Linked DNA regions of Sus scrofa: region 2 is linked to region 1. Evidence: chromatin contacts called from public Hi-C data. All regions are on one chromosome and are shown on one strand. The core of a region is the stretch at or near the end of the contact, and the rest is flanking DNA. Distances in the headings are between cores, read along the strand shown. Region 1 overlaps DPYSL2 (dihydropyrimidinase-related protein 2). Region 2 overlaps DPYSL2 (dihydropyrimidinase-related protein 2).

Region 1 (7,457 bases), core at 2,786-5,285:
ACAGGTACAGAAAACTGTTTCGGATTCTTTGTTGTATGTCTTCCCAGAAACCCAGTGGTGCACAGCAGAAGGAGTGGTCGGCTCTACTTGGAGGCTCAGGAATGGCTGCTCAGAGGAGGTGACAGTGTGAGGGGTCAGAGAGGGGATGGCTGTGTTGGGAGAGAATGAGATCTGAGCACAGACACAGAGGCCACATGCAGGGGAAGTGAAGAGTCTGGTGTGGCCAGAGCGTGGGATGTAAGATAGGGCTGCAGAGGGCATAAAAATGCCTGAGAAGTGAGCTGGATTACTCCCAGAGCCTGGATGCCGTGCTAAAGATTTTGGACTTTATCGCACGGGTATTATGGAGCCATGCAAAGCATTATAAGCAGAAGAGGAACACGGTCAGATTGGGAGTTTGGACAAAGTACTCTGACTTCAGGACAGAATAAGACCCAGAAGCAGGGTCCCAGTTAGTTAGGCGTGTGAAAGATGATGACACCTCAAAGGAAGGCGGTGGTGTGTGATGGAGAGGAGAGAGGAAGGGTGCCTCCTCCCTTAGCCTCTCGGGGCTCCAGGATCACCTCCTCCCTCTCCCTGCCCAGTCCCTCCAAAGTGGCCCTTTACTAATTTCACTCCATTTCTCAATTCCTGAGGAACAGACGGAGACTCCTGAGGCAGGGTGGACAAGGGCAGGTGCTCCGATTCCTCCCTTGGCTTCTCCACAGTGCCCACACTAAGTCCACATGGCCTGTGGGACATAGAATCTGGTCTCAAGCCCGCACACTTGACGAATAGTCTGCCCCCAGCACAGCTCCCGTCGGCTCTTCATCCTTCACTCACTCCCTTAACTGGCTTGTGTCCACTGGGGTCCCCTTCTGTTTCTGGAGGGAGGCTGAATGTGCTGTCTTTGGATGGGTGACACTGGGGCCACAGAGCCCCCAGCCTAGGCCTAGGGCCGGGTGGCACACTTTTCTGGAGCTGGCGAAGCACGCGTGTCTCAACGATGGCCTCACATCAACTTGCAGTGCGTGGAGGGGCTGTGCGTGTGGAGTTGGGGACCGTGAGCTCAGCTCGTCGTTTCCCCTTGGCCTCCTTGGGCGGCATACCGTGTTTAATAACCTCTGGCTGACTCGAAAACAAGCCTTGGGCAGGCACGGGGGAGAGGAGGGAAGGGGGAGAGGCCCCCCAATCTGATTAAAGGGAAATTCAGTGTTTCTTGAAATCTTTACAATATCCGACATGGACTGCTTCCAAGAATTCACAGACTAAGCTAATAAATCGCCCCAAAGAGGTCTCTAGGGACCCTGTTTGAACAAATAGGCAAGAGGCATGGAGTGTTTCTGAATCAGTAAGTAGTTCTCGGTATTTGAACATGGCTGGTTTCTTTTAAGGGTCTTAAACTCCTAAAATATTATTGACACTCCCTGGGCCCAGAGTTCCCCCCTTTTCTCAGCCCTTGGGGGCACTGACACAGCTTCTGAATAAAAGAGGGATCAGGTGATGAGGATTGGTTGTATTTCTGGGTGTGGGGGAGCCCGAGCCTGAAGGGTGAGCTTGGAAACAGGAACCCAACTGTAGTTCCTACAGCTGGCCCTGCAGGCACAGCTGAGCACTAGGATGCCACTGAAGGACAGATCCCGGGGTGGGGAATCTTCTCTGCCATGGATAACTGGAACCCAAACCAAGGAGGCCAAGTCTTGCCCTCTGGCATTTTAAAAACCCAGGGTTGGAGTTCCCATCGTGGGGCAGTGGAAACAAATCCGACTAGAAACCATGAGGTTGCAGGTTCTATCCCTGGCCTCCCTCAGTGGGTTAAGGATCTGGTGTTGGCCGTGAGCTGTGGTATAGGTTGCAGACGCGGCTCGGATCCTGCGTTGCTGTGGCTCTGGCGTAGGCCAGTGGCTACAGCTCCGATTCGACCCCTAGCCTGGGAACCTCCATATGCTACGGGAGCGGCCCAAGAAATGGCAAAAAGACAAAAACACCCCAGGATTTACATCAGGGAGGCAGAGGTGGTCACCTAGGCTGGGAACTGGCTCAGCAGGGCCGGGTCACGGGAGGATGCCTGCATGGGGTCCTTAGGAAGCTGGTGCCATTAGGTTTGCTCATTCAGCTCGTGTTTACTGAGACTTGTGAGGTCCGTGCTGAGTAGGGTGGAGAATAAGGTCACGCAGGGAGTTTGCAGCTGAGGGGGAGAAACTGAAGCCCCTAAGTAAACAATGCACAGAAGTACTTCCAACTTGTGATCATTGTTGCTGAGGATTTGGTGCTGAAACAGGGGATAGTGATGAACAGGTGGGCTGACTTCAGGGCAGGTGGGCAAGGCAGGGGTCCCCGAAGAGGGTATTGAAGAGTGAGAAGGATCTGGCCCTGCCAAGAATGGGAGGAGAGGAAATTCTGTAAGGAAACAGAAGGAAACCATGGGGCCCCTCTGCAGCAGAGTGGGGGCAGCGGCAGGGGAGCCCAGGAAGCCTGGGGAGGGGAAGGCGGAAGTGACAGTTTGCGTTTTATTTGTGGAAACAGTCCATCAAGGTCTTCACCTGTCAGCTAAGGGGCAGCACATTGATTCACTGCTCATTTTAACTTTGGTGTTACTCTATCACGTTTCCGATGAGAAGAAAACTGGACCACTGAGAGAAACTGAATCCTGTTGTGTGATGAGGAAAGAAAGAGATGGAGAATTAACTGGGGAACAAGGGGCATGTTAAGTGAGACACACAGGTCCCAGGGGATGGATGGAAGTTCTGGGCACCAGGGACTGTGAACAGGGTGAAGAATGGGTCCTCAGACCACCTGTGCCCCCTCTGTCAGGGTGGGTCCTGTTTTCTGCTAAACAAGTTTTTTCATCATTTAAAGAATGAACGCTTTGGGCTTGGCGTCACCACACTGACCTGGGTTAGAATCCTGCTCTTCGAGTTCCCATTGTGGCGCAGTGGAAATGAATCTGACTAGGAACCACGAGGTTGTGGGTTCGATCCCTGGCCTCGCTCAGTGGGTTAGGGATTGTGGTGTAGGTCGCAGACACGGCTCGGATCCCGCGTTGCTGTGGCTCTGGCGGAGGCCGGTGGCTACAGCTCTGATTAGACCCCAAGCCTGGGAACCTCCATATGCTGCAGGTGTGGCCCTCAAAAGACAAAAAGATGGGAAAAAAAAAAAAAAAGGAATCCTGCTCTTGCTCCTATGTGAACCTGGGCCTTGAACAAGAGTAGCTTTACTCTCCTGTCTAGAATATCAGGATATGGAGACTTAGCTAGTAAGATTTTGGGGAGGGTTGAGTAAGAGGTATTTAAAGCACCCTGTGCTGTACCTAGACTATGGTAGGTACTCGATGAGTGTCACTTCCCTCCTCGCTGACATACGACAGTGACTTGACTAGAAGGCAAGAATTCCCTGATGGCACAGTGAGTTAAGGATCTGGCATTGTCACCGAAGTGGCTCGGGTGGCTGCTGTGGCTGGGTTTTGATCCCTGACCTGAGAGTTTCCATGTGCCAAGGGCGTGGCCAAAAAAATAAAATAGAAAGACAAATAGAGAGTGATGATAACAGTGACCACTCTCTCATTAGGTGTTCCCACTGGATAAAGAGCAGGACATCAATGTACTTTGGGGAGAGGAAAGTCCCAGGTAGGGAGTGAGATGTGCATTTTATTTATTTATTTTTAATTTTTTTTTGGCTGCAACCTCAGCATGTGGACGTTCCTGGGCAAGGGACTGAACCTGAGTCACAGCAGTGATGGCACAGGATTCTTAACTGCTGGGCCACCAGGGAACTCTGAGACCTGCATTTTCATTCACATTCTCCCAACTTCCTCTTCTGTAAAAGGAGAGCGGGGGTGGTCTAGAGACCAGAGAGAAAATAGCTTAAAAACATTCCTGGGCCTTATCTCCGGAGATTCTAATCAACAAGTCTGCGCTGGGGCCTCAGATGATGGTGATGCAGAGATAAAGTCACTCCAGGTGATTAAGACCCAGGATCGCTGTAATAAGTGTCTCCAAGGCCTTTTCCTTTAGTCCTGAGTCATCCATCACACCAGACATGGACCAAGGGCACCAGAACCACTCTCCTCATTCGCCACCAGAGGGCAGGCCTGAGGCATGACGGCCAGATCGAGATGCTGGCTGTCTGGGTGCTGACAAAAAGACCCTAACGAAAACCTGTAGTCCCACAGAGAGTGCTGTACGAGTCAGGCAAGGACCATTGTGGGTGAGTGGGGGGGGGGGGGAAATTGTGTGCCAGCTGGAGATAAGAGGAGAAAGCCACGTCTATGAGATTTTATGAAGTGCACGCTTTCCTCTGAGCCTGATGTCCAACAAGATTTGATGAAACTTACTTCTTCTCAGAGTAAGGACTTCCTCAGGATGCTTCACAGCCTGGAGTTGACCAGCAGTCTTTCCAGTTTCAGCAAAATCAATGTAGGGCTCAGAGGGCCAGTGACTGCTGGCCCTCAGTGGGTCCCCACTCTGTGCCCCCCGTAAAGGACACAGCCACTGGGGAGGGCAGTGGGCGGGCTTGGATCCGTTGGTCCTTGGCTGGCTCTCTGCAGACTGCACCCCTTCAGGGTTACAGGCACAAAGCAAATGACTGTCATGGCCCGATTCCAGCCACAAAGAAGCAGCATCATTTCCAGTTCAGTGTCCTAGTTGGTGCCCTTGGTTTTTGGCAGAGCAGAATTCCAGTCCTTTCTCTTTGCCACTGCATTTCATTTTAACCTCTGCAGGCTGCCTTTGAAGCCACAGCCCTTGGCATCAGTTCTGCTGCAGAGTGGGGACTTGGACTCTCCTCTCCTTCGCTAGCAGTTTCTATTTGGACGTGCCCTGCTCGGTGGCATCCTGAAGGTCCCACTTCCACAGAGGCCTGGGGTGGCAGGCACAGAAGCAGAAATGATTACTCCCCTCTCTGCAAAGGGGGAAGATGAAACCAAGTGCAGTGGTGGGATGGACAGTGCTGCCCACGGTGCTGAGGAACTGAAAGCAACCCAGTCACTCCAGAGTGCCTGAGTGACAGTACTGCACCCTCCACCCCCAGTTCCCCTCAGGTTGTAGGACGGGAACATCTCAAAAGTCCCGACTGGGTGTCGTCACTCATCTATCCATACACCTCATCCTTCTTGAGCCCCTACTCTGTTGGCCCCATCATAGCATAAGAGATGAGTATGATTTTGAAAGAGGGAGTTCCCATTGTGGCTCAGTGGGTTAAGAACCTGGCATAGTGTACGTGAGGATTCGGGTTTGATCCCTGGGCTCATGCAGTGGGTTAAGGATCTGGTGTTGTCACAAGCTGTGATGTAGGTTGCAGATGGGGCTCGGATCTGGCATTGCTGTAGCTGTGGTGTAGGCTGGCAGCTGCAGCTCCAATTGGACCCTTGGCTTGGGAACCTCCATATGACGCATATGCAGCCCTAAAAAAAAAAGGAAGAAAAAGGGAGTTCTTAGACTCTGTGAGCTCACTGTTGACATGGAAGGAAAACCATGATCACCTGGTTATAGGTGAGGGCAGAGAGTGAAGATGGAATGAGATGATGAATGGTATAATACAGGCATACACGCACGAAGGGAAGGGAGAGAAAGAAACAATTGAAGAAATTGGTGCAGAGAGAAAATGATTAGAGATTCCCTGTCTGATGCTGGAGTCATTTTGGAATTGGATGTTCTCTTCCCATGTTTTCCCAGGCTTGGTGTTATGTGGCAGTTTTACTTAGGGGAGGTGTAGCTTAAAATCCAGGCAGCTATCCCTATGTCAGGAATAATAAGCTGCATGCGCACAAGGTCTCATGCAGTTCCAGGGACTTGGAGGAGAGAAGCTGGGTGGCAGCGCTAAGAGAAAGGCCTAGGTTGGGGACGTTGCTGACTTCCCAGTTCATCTCGGCAGGGACGTGGGAGAACCTTCGTTTCTTGCAATAGCAATGACAGTATTTGTTTATGCAGTAAATGTTGAGGCTCCCGCCATGGATCAGGTGGCATGCTGGTCACTGGAAAAAAAGAGAATTGCAAGGCTTTTAGCTTCTGGGAGCCAGACTGTAATAGAAGAAATGGATAAATCATTACGATGCGACAGGTTGTGTGTTACAGTAGAGGTGAACACAGGAAGCCGTACTGGACACTTTAGAGGGCGGATGGGGCAGATGCACCCACCGAGGAGGTGACACTTCAGCTCACCCTTAGAGGAAGAGAGAGGAAGAGCTGAGGGACACGTAGAGGGAGCAGCGCAGGGCAGGCCCGGATTTGAGAAGGCACCTGTTGGTGGGTATGTGTATCCCTGCCTGGGGATGGGTAATGAGGAGCAGAGAGGCTGTGGTCATAGCACCTGAATAGAACTCACTCCTGGATCACAAGGCAGGTTCTCACTTCCTCCAGATCACCAGGGGGCCTGGGATAGAACTCTTTCACTAACCCACTCTTATTTACCACTTCTTGCTCTTCAGGGTGTTAGGGGAGGAGTATGGGAAGGCAGGGGCTCTGGGACGGGGTTGTGATGTGGAATAGGCCAGCTTAGAGTGCTGTGATTTTTTTAAAAAATTCAGAAAAGTCATGCCTGAGAATCAGTTCACATATTTGGCTCAGGGGCCATGGTTTATAACTTTAAAGGCAATTGTCATTGAGTGTTTGTCCAAAGGCAAAAAATACTGTAAATATATAAGTCAATCAGTGGGTGGAAAATTTTCCCTACATCCTCTACTCTGCATTGTATTGAGCGATAAGTGTGGTAAGAAATGCAGATTGCTGACAGTTCTTTTCCTAGATCAGTTAAAACTATTTGGCATCTTCTATGTGCCAAATATGCCGAGGCTCTACTCAGAACAGACAAAGCAATTTAAACCTTACACCTTTGGATGTTTATGAGTGGTAATGTCAATTATCATGGACTAGGGAACCTCCTGTCAGTGAGGCCAGAAATAAGACTGATACAAGTAAGATGGACAAATAAGCTCTTGAGAACTTTTATTACAAAGCAAAACATTCAACTGGCCAACTGATGAATAACAAAGTGCAGTTAAAGCCATTAAGATCAAGCAATTCAGGAGCAGGAGAACAGAAAGAAAATAAGCAAATAATATACTTAGAAGTTATTTTGTTTTAAATTAATGTGACTCTCATTCTTTACTTGTTTGCCACACAGTGTTTTCGTTATGATTTAACAGGACATTCATTCCCCTGCCGCCCCCTCCCCACTCCTAGTTACAATCTGTAGTGGGCTTTTGGGGATTGGGAGGGCACGTTCTGTGCTTTCTCAGACTCGTGACTTTAACCCCTACAGGCTGACACCAATACTTGCTGACTTCAGTTCACCTGGTTCTTAGCACATCACACAGTTGGAAGGGGGAAGTGCTCCTTTTTTAAGATGCACAGTTAATTGCAACGTGAATGCATTAACCAGACTGGGAAGCCTGCTGCATGCCCCACATCCCTTTTCTGGGACTTTAGAATTTATAGGAATAGGTGTGATAGGGTGCCTTTAACACCTTCTGCATGGACAGA
Region 2 (6,644 bases), core at 2,270-4,769, 69 kb after region 1:
AGGCTGAGTCGTTTTCCTTAGTCTCTGGACTCTTCCCCTTCATCCAGTGGAGAGTCAAAAAATTTAAAACTCAGGGAGTTCCCATTGGGGCACGGTGGTAATGAACCCAACTAGTATCCATGAGGGTGCGGGTTCCATCCCTGGGTTGGATCAGTGAGTGGGTCAAAGATCCAGTGTTGCCATGAGCTGTGGTGGGGATCGCAGACTTGGCTGGGATCCCGTGTGGCTGTGCCTGTGGTGTAGGCCGGCAGCTATATTTTTGATTAGACCCCAAGCCTGGGAACGTCCATATGCCATGGTTTTTTTTTTGAAAAGAAAAAAATTTAAAACTCAGTGACTATTAGATTGTTGGAGTGGAGGACAGGATGGAGTTTGGGATGACATTAAAGAGGAGACCAGCTTTGATATGAGGCTGGGGAATGCAAAGCCTAAGATGCTTCCGTGAGAAGGTTGTTTCTCTCTTTGAAGGCAGAAGGGCCCCTTGAGAGGAAAAGAAGGGCACGGAAAGGTTATATTTAGGAAGCACCCCCTGCAAGTATCATGGAGAACGGATGAAGAGGTGGGGAAGGAGGTTGGGAAAGCAAAAATAAATCTGAACCCTGGTTGGGGGGGGCCTCTGTGGAGTGAGCTGGGGAGAAGTGATGAAGGCTTAGAGGAAGGTGCACAGAGTGGAAAGAAAGGATGTATTTAAGGCATGAAAGCATTGACATCTGATGGGTATAAATGGTTCTCAACTTTCTGGCTTCTGCCTGAGTAGATGGATATGAGAGGACATGATTTTGGCCTCAAGAAATTGACATTCTTTCTTGACAGTGTATTGAGTTAGGCTAGGCTTCTCCAGATGCTGAAATCTCAGTAACTGTGCAAAGTCCTTTACTTCTCGGCCCTCAAGGGGGTGACTCGGATCCAGGCTGTCTCTTGGGTGGATCTCGAGGGCTCTGTGCTGGCTCTTAAGTGCTTCTGCCCACTGATGACACACCTCTTCTCCTCTCTCAGCCCACTACCCCAGAGCTGGACCCTAGGAGAAGGTCAGGGGGACTTTGGGAGAGCAGGGGGTTAAGTGTGAGGTGCCCTGGAGCACCCCAGAATAAAGAGTTCAGACAATACTTGGGATTGGCTGCTTGAATGCAGTCTGAGCTGGAGATTGTTCCTAGATTTGGGAACCAACAGAAGAGGAGGTGGAATGTTTGGGATCATTTGGGGAGAGTGGGCGGAGTTAGAAGCGAAGGGGCTGGGAGTTCCCATTGTAGCTCATTGGATTAAGAACCGGACTAGTATCCATGAGGATGCAGGTTCCATCCCTGGCCTTGCTCAGCGGGTTGAGGATCCAGCATTGCTGTGGCTGTGGCAGAGATCAGCAGCTGCAGCTCCAATTCATCCCCCAGCCGGGGAACTTCCTTATGCTGTAAGTGTGGCCCAGAAAAGCAAAATAAAGAAGCGCAGCGGTCACAGGTGAAATCTTAGGGAGCACTCGTTGGATCGGTGTTTGGGCGGCTGGGGTATTTGACTTCCTCCAAGTTCCTCGGCTGTGAGAATAGGCTGGCACCTTCTTTGAAGGGACGGTGAAAACCCTCAGCAGGGATTGGCCCCAGCAACGGTGGTTTCCTCCTTCCCTCCTTGTGTCGCACTCAGCTGTGCCTTCTGTTTGTCAGGAACCGTTGTGTATGGCGAGCCCATCACCGCTAGCCTGGGAACGGATGGCTCCCACTACTGGAGCAAGAACTGGGCCAAGGCTGCTGCTTTCGTCACCTCCCCACCCCTGAGCCCCGACCCCACTACTCCGGACTTTCTGAACTCCCTGCTATCCTGGTGAGTGTCCGTGACAGGTTCCCATCTTCCCTTCTTGGTCTTTCCTCAGAGCAGGCCGACCTCGTGGGTAACAGTGGGGTGGGCAAAAGCAAACCCAGAGGCTTGGTTCTCCAAACTTGATGCTTCCAGGGGGATTCTGGATAAAGACCAAGGCCATCTGGAAAGTCAGTCAAAGAGGATGAATGAGGGAGCTAAAGGACCACTGTGGTACCGTGTCACTTGTAAGATACGCCAGCCACAGAGCAGATCTAGAGATTCAGCTTTAGAGTAAATCTTCAGGATCAGTCTATATCTTCCTGAATTTTCTATCTCCTGAGGGGAGATAGACCATTTCAGAAACTTTCGGTGGCCTGGCACATTAAAATATATACTCAGGGGTTCTCGTCATGGCTCAGCAGTAATGAGTCTGACTAGCATTCATGAGGACGCAGGTTCGATCCCTGGCCCCACTCAGTGGGTTAAGGATCCGGCATTGCCGTGAGCTGTGGTGTAGGTTGCAGATGCAGCTTGGATCCAGTGTTGCTGTGGCTGTGGTGTAGACCGGCAGCTACAGCTCCGATTTGACCCTAGTCTGGGAACCTCCATATGCCGCAGGTGCAACCCTAAAAAGACCAAAAAAAAAAAAAAAAGAAAGAAAGAAAAAAAGAAAAAATACGTTCAGGGAGTTCTTGCCGTGGCACGTGAGTTAAGAATCTGACTGCAGTGGCTCAAGTTGCTGCAGAGGCGCAGGTTCAATCACCGGTCTGGCACAGTGGTTTAAAGTTTCCAGTGTTGCCACAGCTGTGGCATAGGCCAGCAGCTGCAGCTTGGATTCAATCCCTGGCCTGGAAACTTCCATATGCCTTGGGTGTGGCCATTAAAAAAAAAAGGATGATGTGAGGTCAAGGATTAGTGAGAAAGCCAGTCGTATGTTTTCCTTGCAGTGGAGACCTGCAGGTCACTGGCAGCGCCCACTGTACTTTCAACACTGCCCAGAAGGCCGTAGGGAAGGACAACTTCACCCTGATCCCTGAGGGTACCAACGGCACGGAGGAGAGGATGTCCATCATCTGGGATAAGGCTGTGGTAAGGAGTGCTGGTCTCACGAATGGGCGGGGCTCAGCTTTCACCGGAAGGTCTTGGGTCTCCTGGGGGCCTTGAAATGGTAATTGAGAAAATTCTAGAAACTGGTACTTGGGTTACAATGCTTCCTTTTTTTTTTTTTTTTTTTGTCTTTTTGCTATTTCTTTGGGCCGCTTCTGCAGCATATGGAGGTTCCCAGGCTAGGGGTCTAATCGGAGCTGTAGCCGCCGGCCTATGCCAGAGCCACAGCAACGCGAGCCGCTATCTGCAACCTACACTACAGCTCATGGCAACGCCGGATCGTTAACCCACTGAGCAAGGGCAGGGACCGAACCCGCAACCTCATGGTTCCTAGTCCGATTCATTAACCACTGCGCCACGACGGGAACTCCTACAATGTTTCTTAGGTTTGGAAATCTAAGACCACACCTCCTAGGTGATTTCCTCCTAAGTATCGCATATGCATTTCTCATTGTTTTCATCTTTCTACCAGTATAGACTGAAAAAAACCTGGTCTTTAAAGTATGACTCTTGGGAGTTCCCTGGTGGTCGAGTGGTTAGGATTTGGTGCTTTCACTGCTATGGCTTGGGTTCACTCCCTAGTCTGGGAACTGAGATCCCACATCAAGCCGCTGCATGTCACAGCCAAAAAAAAAAGGAAGGAATGACGCTTTTGATCAGAGCTTCCTTAGCAACCTGGTGGCTTACTTAATCTTCTACTTTTAGAAATGGACTCAATTTCCTTAAAACTGTCTTTCGGACTCTTGGGGCTTAGTGTTCATTTCCATTCCCGGCTTCTGGCAGGCCTGCTTTGAACATACACTGACCTTGTTTTTTTTAATAGTTTGAAATGTAATAACAATATGTTTTCTGTTTCTTAATGAGTGTTTTCAATTATATACATAACCATATATCCTTATTGCAAAAAGAATAAGGAAGTTGTGGAGTTCCCATCATGGCTCAGCAGAAAGGAATCTGACTAGTATCCATTAGTATCCATGAGGATGAAGGTTCGATCCTTGGCCTCACTCAGTGGGTTAAGAGTCCAGTGTTGCTGTAAGCTGTGGTGTAGGTTGCAGACTAGGCTCGAATCTGGCTTTGCTGTGGCTTTGCTGTGGCTTTGCTGTGGCTGTGGCTTTGCTGTGGCTTTGCTGTGGCTGTGGTGTAGGCTACATCTCCAATTCAGCCCCTGGCCTGGGAACCTCCATATGCTGCGGGCGTGACTCTAAAAAGACAAAAAAAAAGAATAAGAAAGTAAATAAAAAGCAATTAACACTGTTTCAGATACAACTACCATGAACATTTTGGCGGATCTTTCATTTTTTGCCAGTGAGAGGATGCATGTGTATGTACATGATACGTGTGTGCGTGTGTGTAAATAATGCTGGCATCATATATACTATTTTTGTAGCCTGTCTTTTTTTTTTTTTTTTTTTTTTGCTTTTTAGGGCTGTTCTTGCAGCATATGGACGTTTCCAAGCTAGGGGCTGAATCAGAGCTGTAGCCATTGGCTTATGCCACAACCACAGCAACGCGGGACCCAAACTGTGTCTGCGACCTACACCACAGCTCATGGCAACGCCAGATCCTTAACCCACTGAGCAGGGCCAGGCTTCGAACCTGCAACCTCATGGTTCCTAGTTGGGCTCATTTCCACTGCGCCATGACGGGAACTCCATAGCCGGCTGATCTTTTAAAAAATGTATTTCATGAAGAAGTCTACGTATCCTTAATCATACTTGAAAAACTTGGTTTTTAATAGCAGACCATTCCATCTTAATGCTGAGGTGTAATTCATCTGTAATTCTTTGGTTGACCCTTTATTTTGTTTTTGATTTTCTTACTGGGATGAACATCCTTATAGATACCTCCTTAGACACATCTTTAATGACGCTAGAAGGAGAAATTTCTAGAAGTGGTATTACTGGGTCAAAGGTGTGCATATTTTTAAGGCTTTTGATATATATTGTCAGAGTTCCCTCTAGAAAGAGTGCACCAATTTGTATGCTGCCTACAGTATAAAGGTATTTCCAGTTACTTCCACCAGGTCTGAATTGGTGTTATTATCAAGAAAACCCAGGGAGTTCCACAGTGGGTTAAGTAGCCAGTGTTGTCACCGCAGCAGCCCAGATCACTGCTGTGCCCTGTGTTTGATCCTTGGCCGAGAAACTTCCACAGGCTGTGGGCCTGGCCAAAAACAACAAAACAAAACATAACAACCCCCCTCTGAAAGTATCACCGATTGGATTGTGAATTTTGTGTCTCACTGTTTTACATTTCTTCTCAATTTTTCATGAGAGCAAGTATTTCTTTTATTGCTTTTGGTCATTTGTATTTTTTTCTCCTTTCTGCTACCTGCTTATTTCCTTTGCCCACTTTTCTATTGGATTTAGAGCAGGTTTCCTAACTCGGAGAGATGCATTTATCTCCTCAGATCCTGCATTTATTTATTTATTTATCTTTTTAGGGCCACACCTGTGGCATATGGAGGTTCCCAGGCTAGGGTTCAAATTGGAGCCATAGCCACCATACACCATAGCCACAGCAATGCCAGATCCGAGCTGAATCTGTGACCTACGCCACAGCTCATGGTAATGCGGCAGATCCTGCATTTTAAAGGGACGTGGAGCATAAGTGGTGGAGATGAGACAGTGTGGGGCAGGACATGGGGAAAGTGATTGGTATCCAGGATAAGCTACAGGGGCCAGAGGCTGACAGACATGCTTTCATTGGATAGATCTAAGGTCTGCATCTGTGTCTTTGAAAGGGACAGCTGTTCCAGCCAAGGGATGTTTCCTGAAAAGGCATTGCAGCCCCTTCAATTTTTTAAAAGCTTTTCTTTCTGTTTTCTTTTGTTTGTTTGTTTGTTTGTTTGTTTTGTCTTTTCTAGGGCCGTACCTGAGGCATATGGAGGTTCCCAGGCTAGGGGTCTGATCGGAGCTGTTGCCACAGGCCTACACCACAGCCACAGCAACGCCAGATCCAAGCCGCATCTGTGATCTACACCGAAGCTCACAGCAACGCTTGATCCTTAACCCACTGAACGAGGCCAGGGATCGAATCCGCAACCTCATGGTTCCTAGGAGGATTCGTTTCTGCTGCGCCACGGTGGGAGCTCCTTAAAACCTTTTTACTTTGAAGTAATTATAGATTGGGCGGAATGTGCAAAGACAGAGCAGAGGAGTCCTGTCTGTCCTTCATCCGGTTTCCCCTGTCATTTCATTTACATAATCATCGTGATATCCACACCCAAGACCAGCAGTGCAGTGATGTGTGTATAGTTCTGTATCATTTTGTCATAGGTAGATTCATGCCATCATCAGTGCAATTAGGACACAGATGTCCTCTGTCACCTCAGAGATCCCCTTCCTGCTGCCCTTTTATCGTCACACCTGCCCCTAACCCCTGGAGGGATCTCCATCTCACCCCGATCTGTCTGTCGTCCAGCTCTGTCACTTGATTATTTTGAAGATGTGATAGAAATGAAATCATACAGTTGGTGACCTTTGGAGGTTGCCTTTTTCATTTAGCACAGTGCCCCCTAATATCCACGTTGCCATGTGTATCAGATATGTGTTCCTTTTTATTGCTAAAACATTTCAACTTTTTAACCTGCTTTTGGGGTGTGTGTGTGTGTGATTGTCCTCCTCAGGTCACTGGGAAGATGGATGAGAACCAGTTTGTGGCTGTGACCAGCACCAACGCAGCCAAAGTCTTCAACCTGTACCCCCGGAAAGGCCGCATCGCTGTAGGATCCGATGCCGACTTGGTCA

The links. A called contact is a pair of places that touch in the nucleus more often than the background predicts.
Region 2: a Hi-C map of alveolar macrophages shows a contact between it and region 1, with 3 times the contacts expected there. The contact joins two enhancer-like sites. A contact is called at or near these places in 26 of 47 Hi-C or Micro-C datasets (adipocytes, adipose tissue, alveolar macrophages and 12 more) and 2 of 2 datasets of contacts at active chromatin or transcription factors (alveolar macrophages and skeletal muscle).

The regions. Positions count from the first base shown.
Region 1 is chr14:10,458,761-10,466,217 of Sscrofa11.1, forward strand. All of the region lies in intron 1 of DPYSL2 (dihydropyrimidinase-related protein 2), which reads left to right. Among named protein-coding and RNA genes, the nearest start is that of DPYSL2, 34 kb to the left of the region's middle. Within about 2 kb of position 4,036, at least 12 of the 83 cell types and tissues checked have an H3K27ac peak or open chromatin away from gene starts, as enhancers often do. A contact at or near this core is called in alveolar macrophages, where this site is marked.
Region 2 is chr14:10,528,287-10,534,930 of Sscrofa11.1, forward strand. DPYSL2 (dihydropyrimidinase-related protein 2) reads left to right here. Exons shown (of 14, transcript XM_001927801.6): 9 at 1,653-1,809; 10 at 2,733-2,874; 11 at 6,524-6,644. Among named protein-coding and RNA genes, the nearest start is that of DPYSL2, 100 kb to the left of the region's middle. Within about 2 kb of position 3,520, at least 1 of the 83 cell types and tissues checked has an H3K27ac peak or open chromatin away from gene starts, as enhancers often do. A contact at or near this core is called in alveolar macrophages, where this site is marked.